Regions from separate parts of the Mus musculus genome. Here region 1 is linked to region 2. A link is a contact called in public HiChIP or PLAC-seq data. All regions are on one chromosome and are shown on one strand. The core of a region is the stretch at or near the end of the contact, and the rest is flanking DNA. Distances in the headings are between cores, read along the strand shown.

What was found. HiChIP or PLAC-seq counts read pairs in DNA pulled down with a chosen protein or histone mark.
Region 1: an H3K27ac HiChIP or PLAC-seq map of thymic regulatory T cells shows a contact between it and region 2, with 5 times the contacts expected there. The contact joins two enhancer-like sites. A contact is called at or near these places in 2 of 484 Hi-C or Micro-C datasets (both in CD4 T cells) and 1 of 115 datasets of contacts at active chromatin or transcription factors (thymic regulatory T cells).

Annotation. Positions count from the first base shown.
Region 1 is chr12:103,331,287-103,334,460 of GRCm38.p6, forward strand. Asb2 (ankyrin repeat and SOCS box-containing 2) reads right to left here. Exons shown (of 10, transcript NM_023049.1): 6 at 2,006-2,251. Among named protein-coding and RNA genes, the nearest start is that of Gm15523, 4.0 kb to the right of the region's middle. Within about 2 kb of position 1,790, at least 67 of the 459 cell types and tissues checked have an H3K27ac peak or open chromatin away from gene starts, as enhancers often do. A contact at or near this core is called in thymic regulatory T cells, where this site is marked.
Region 2 is chr12:102,369,716-102,372,614 of GRCm38.p6, forward strand. Rin3 (Ras and Rab interactor 3) reads left to right here. Exons shown (of 10, transcript NM_177620.4): 6 at 1-133. Among named protein-coding and RNA genes, the nearest start is that of Lgmn, 69 kb to the right of the region's middle. Within about 2 kb of position 1,501, at least 31 of the 459 cell types and tissues checked have an H3K27ac peak or open chromatin away from gene starts, as enhancers often do. A contact at or near this core is called in thymic regulatory T cells, where this site is marked.

The DNA.
Region 1 (3,174 bases), core at 540-3,039, 960 kb after region 2:
ATGTACACATCTTACAGAGGACACGGGCTTCAGTTCCCAGTACCCACAGTGGCTCACAACTACCTGTAACTCCAGCTCCAGGAGATCTGATATCTGTGGGTAGTTATACATCACACACACACACACACACACACACACAAACACCCATACACACACACACACACACACACACACTTTAAAAAAATCATGAAAATAAATTTAAAAAAGAAACTAAACACTGAGCCATGCTTGTAGGAAGGGGGCTGAAGCCTGGTAGCAGCTTCCTGCCATCATCTTATCTTTTACATCTTCTGCATCTCTTGGAGTGAGAGAGCAAACCGGTGTGCACATGATTTCTCTGTAGGCTCCACACTGTAGACGAAGATTAGCTGAGATAGCTCAGTAAAGGCTGAGATCAAAGGCTTGTGTCAGCCACAGCTCCTCTGTCAGAGCCATCTGCTCCTCTCACCCTTTCCGATGACTTCATTTTCAGCAGCGGAGGACTTGTCCTGGCCTTCTGAGAAGAGCACCAGGCCTTGAGGGCTCATCAGGACCATGAAAGTTTCTGTACCATGACTCCCAAGCTCTGGGGCCTTAGACAGCTTTTAGAAGCCTCAGTTTACCTGCTTGTTAGTCAAGAGTCATAGTCCTGCCCTCTCCTGTTTAGGGTGAGGTGTAAATAACATAACAGAAACATAGCACCAGCCTCAGAAGCCACTGCTGTCTAGACAGAGCTCAGGGCAGAGACTGTCCCTTCCCTCAGAGGAACAGTATAGGGACACCTTTAACAAGCCCCTGGGCCTCATGCTTAGGCTCCCCCGCAGGCCTAGGCTTGAGCAAAGCAGCCTGCTCACATAAGGAAAATATTTGTATAGGAACTGGCTTTAACTCCCCATGAAGGGAGCAGTCCCTGCCTCAATATCGGCAGGGAAGAGGGCGACTGCCTGGAGAGGAGGTCCCCCTCACCCACTGCACCCTTGCCCTCAGCACAGCTTGCTGGCCTGGGCTCCAGGACTCCACTGAGTTGTCAGAGTGTTCATTGCAGTCATCCCTGGCTAAGAGCCTTAGTCAGGCCCAGGGTCCATCTCCTAGGCTGAGAGGCAGACACAGGTCAGATCCAGGCTCTTACAGTGAGCAATCACTTAACCTGTCTGAGCCTCGATCCCCTCAAGTATACAGTGGGGTTAGGATGGGTCCCCTGGGCCACACTCTACCTATCTGTCATAGGTCCATGCTTAGCAGGAGGCCTGACACACAGTAGGTCCTCACTGGTTTGTTGCAGCACAGCCCCAACACTTCTGCATAGTCTCGGCCTCTCCAGTTCTCCAGACAGAACTTCCTTCCATTGAGAGGGAAAGACAATCGCAGGAGAGCTTGGAGTGGGTTGTCAAAATACTCAGTTTTTATTCATGTTTTTGAGGTCTTTGCTACTGCAACATCATGGTGCAAGCAGTATGGTTTTAGTTTCTCCTGTTACGGTTTTTTTTGTTTTTGATTTTGTTTTGTTGTTGTTGTTTTTCTTTTTCTTTTTTTTGGGGGGGGGGGGGGAAACTAGGGCAGAGACCTGGGTTCAAATCCCATTTGTATCAATAACCTACTGTGTGATCTTGGACAAATCACTTTCCCACCCTGGTCCTTCCTTGGTTTTTATCACCTGCAAAACAAGGATGTGATCTCCATCTGAGGTCTTTCTGTCCCAGCAGTGTGATGTGTAGTGGTTTGGGCATCAAGAGTCCAAGAATCTAGATAGCTCTACAGCTAATTCCGTAGCTAAGTCACTTCCCCTTTGCAGGCCTCAGATTCCTCTTTTGTGAAAGGAGGATGTTGAGCTCGATCTGAGATAGTAAGACAGGAAGCACCTAGCAGCATCTCTCCATAGCTCTACAGAACCTAAACCTGGCCTAAGAGTCCTCCACACAGCCCTGTGGGGCTCTGGATCAGAGGATGCCACAAGATGACCCCAGTGCAACTTCCCCTCCCAGCTGACCTCTGAGGTCTTTGGTAGCTGTTCTGTGTGGCCACTCACCATGCTTGGCCAGGAACCTCAGGGCCTCCAGCTGCCCACTCTGGGCAGCCACAAACAAAGGGGTGATGCTGTAGACATTCTTGGCCTCCACCTTGGCCCCGCCACTCACTAGGATCTCCATGACCTCCAGGTCATTGCGGGAGACAGACTCGTGCAGTGCGGTCCAGCCCCTGTTACAGCGGTGGTTGGCGTCTGCGTTGTATCGCACCAATATCCTCACCGCCTCCGCGTTCTTGCGCTCACAGGCTGGACCCAGGAGAAGTAAGACAGTCAGTGTAGCCCTGAAGGTTTGACACATCCTTCCAACTACCCTTGAAGAACGCAACGTCAGTGCCTACGTCTGTAAATGAGGTGGGTGGAACACAGAGATGGCAAGCGTCTTACTCAGAGTCACTCAGAGACTAAGTGTCAGTACTGGGATCCAAACCCAGGAAGTCATGCCCCCTAGAATGCTATCTACAGAGCAAAGGCTGCTCATTTAGCTTGGCTTTATCTTCTGAGTACAACCCATCTTTCTCAGCCTCCTCAAACCTCCTCTTCAACTTCCTCTGTCAAAAGACCCCAAATGTGCCCTTGGCTCTGGCCCATAGTTCTCACTAGGGAGCTATAGAGGGTGTTGGAGTCACCAAGGAATGTGAGCCGATTAATGGCTTTTGAAGCCTCCCTGGAGAGGGGACAGCAAGCAGGGGAAACAGCTGCCTATGGTGTTTCAAGGGGTTTCTCTCCCCACCTCATGAGCGCTAGTCTTCTCTCTGTGAACCACACAGCAAAGCCTTCCTAGAGGAGGCTCCAGGGAGGGTCCACAGGAGGCCAAATCCAGGAGCCAGGAGCTGGGGGCTTCGGTACCTAATAGGTCCAACCAAGGCCAAGCCACCAAGCTGGTATTTGGCATGCTTCCTACAGCTCTCTTTGGGACAGCTGAGGTCTCAGGTAACAGCTAAGGGCCCCATAGAAGACACATCCATGTTGCGTTCAGGTGCCTGCAGAATATTATATGTGCTGGATGCCAAATCACAGATGTGCCTTTGGTCCTTACGTCTGAAATGAGAACCCTAGTGCTGAGCTGGCCAGGAGGCTTTTGCTTACATAAACATGGCAGAGGTACACACCCCTTCTCCTACCCTCTGGCTTTTGCCCATGCTGTTGCAGAAGCTTAGCCAGCTGGTAAA
Region 2 (2,899 bases), core at 251-2,750:
GCCCGCCAGACATCCAGCACTGAGATGCTGCAGGAGATCCGTACCATGATGACCCAGCTCAAGAGCTACCTGCTACAGAGCACTGAACTCAAAGCCTTGGTGGAACCCACCCTGCACTCGGAGGAGGAACTCGGTCAGTGGCAGCTGGGAGGGCGGGCGGGCGGGAGAGCGGTGCATAAATACACTCAGGCGCCCCTGGACACAGAACAGCCTCTGGGGCCCCTTTGCCTTATGTCCTCTTTCTTCTTCCTCCCTGACTTTCCCACAAATCTCCTGGGCCCAAATCCCTCTCTCAGGAACCACTTCTTAGAGAGCCGATTCAAGGCAGCCAACATTCCTGACTACTGGCAAACAGCCCACCAGCCCTCCCCTCCCCCACCGGCCTCAAATCTCGGTGATGACAGGTGTTATTTTTCCCTGCAGCCACCTACACATCTGCATAAACAATGGAAAGACTCAGGCAGACCACAGTGCTGTCGCTGGGCATCATAGTACCTACCTGTAGTCCCAGCACTTGAAAAGTAGAGGCAGGAGGATCAAGGCCATTCTCAACTACACAGGGAGTTGAGAGGTCAGCCTGGGCTACCCTGTCTAGCAAAGCAAAACAACAAAACAAAACAAAAAAAAAAAACGTATTGAGAGATTTTGGAACTACCTTATAAACATTGCTGTCCTTCCAGGCACTGCCTCCTTGTGGTCCTGAACCTTTCCTCCTCTCCTCCTCCTCCTTCTCCTCTTCCCAGTAATTAAGAGCATCAGTTCTGGACTCAAAAAGGATGCTTTGAGTCACTACAAGATAATGTCTCATAATGAGAGGTCCTAGGAAAAAAGAATGTTAAGTATTGCCTTCCCTGAGGGAAATGATCTTGGATGGATGGATGATTGGGTGGGTGGGTGGATGGATGGGTGGGTGGCAGGCAGGCAGGCAGGCAGGCAGGATGGATGGATGGATGGATGGATGGATGGATGGATGGATGGATGGATCCTGAGAACCGATATAGTTGACAGGCCACCGTATTAGGGTCCAGTAGTAAGGTGGTGAGTGATGTGTTGAGGTTTAAGGCTGGCAGTTGCCTCTTCAGGAGGCTATACCTATGTGTGTACCTCACCAGGGATAGAGGGCTCACCTGGGCAGGATGCTCTGGGTGTTGCATTCGAAAGCCACCTGACTTTATCCACTAACAGCTACCATGTCCCAGAGACCCAAGCATTTGCTCTACAGAGCTTCTCTGTGGAGGAAATGAGTTATATAAATATATATCTATAGTGCTGTCAGAGCACTATGCCTCCACCTGTTGTACTGAGAAACAAAAAAACCATGGCAGCAAGCCAGCTAATCATATGGCCCTCCTGCCCTCAGGAAGCTCTTATTCTGACAAATGACAGGTAATCTGTAAGAAAGCCAGGAAGCCATAAAGGAAGATGACATAAGTGTAAAGTAGGCAGGAAGTGAGGTTTGGTGGCCTGGGGAGAGGTAGGTCACAGCATCACAAACCCTGAGATTTAGCATTTCTGCAAAGGACCTTGCTGTGGCAAGTTCAAAGCAGGAATGCCAGGGCCTCACGTGTGCTCAGCACGGCTCTGGTCCTTGAGCTGAGTAGGAGCAGAGAGACTAGAGGCAAGAAGAGCTACACTCATGACAAGATACACTGGGGGCAAGTAGGTTGGGCAGGAGACAGCACAATGAGACACCGGGCACAGATCTAGTCCATGGAAGTGGGCAAAGACGCAGCTGACTTCATATGGCTCTGGATAGCTAAGAGCCAGTATAAGCATTACTGGGAGCTCATAGCTACAAGCCGGAAGGCCCAAACCAGGAGAAAAGCCCAGGGTTTCTATGTCATAAAGATAGTCTCCTATCTCACTGGACATCCAGGAGATGGAATGGAAGCTGCTGAGAATGAGGGCTGAAGACAGATGTCTGGAACCCAGAAACACACATGCAGCCATGAGACTAAAGTAGATGTGCCCAGGGAAGATCTCAGGCAGCATGCAGGTTGGGAGGCCATGAACAGGCATAGAAGAACATGGAAGGACGTGGACATCTCACTGCAGCCCAGAAGAAGCTATGGTTGGTCATGTGTGCCTGAACAGAGGAGGAGAAGACCCATAGCCTAAGCACAAGTTGGAGGGTGGGGTCTTCTTCCAGGCAGAGGTGATGCCACAGAGACAGGCAGAGAGGTGGGAGATGAGGCAGGAGGAGTAGTAGGCCTCTCATACCAGGCTGTGAACCTCGAGCTGTGGATTTGGCCTCGAGGGGATGGATCCCAGAGGGCATGAGGAGAGTTATGAAGAGGGATGGTGATCCAGAGCCATCCAGTAATGGCTCAGGGCAGGGCCAGTTGTATTAGTTACCAGTCTGCTGCTGTAACAAAATACCTAACAAAAGCAGCGTGGGAAGAAAAAGGGTTACTTTGTTTCAAGTTTGAGGATACAGTCGCTGTGAGGGGGAAGGTAGGGCCCAAAGCAGGAGCATGAGGCAGCTGCAGTCACAGTCAGGAAGCATAGATGAATGCTGGTGTTCAGTTCCTTTGTTCCTTGTTCAATCTAGGTAGGACCCAAGGCCACAATGGAATCATGCTGCTCACATTTAGGGTGGGTCTTCCACCTGCATTAACCTAATCTTGAAATTTCCCTTCAGACACGCCCACAGATTGTCCCCAAAGGGCTTCTAGATCCAATGAGGTTGACACTCAATATGAACTGTCACCAGTATAAGGCGATCCTGGGCAAAGCAAAGGAAGTCTGAACTTGACTTGTCAGAAACAGTGGGATGACAGCTGTCCCTGGGTGGCCAGCTGCCAGGACAGATTCTCCACAATGTTGGGTGAGAGACAGGCAATTTGTGCTCTCCTGGTAAAAGGGCAGAAGCAGGCACAAGACTAGCTTCCAGCCAAGC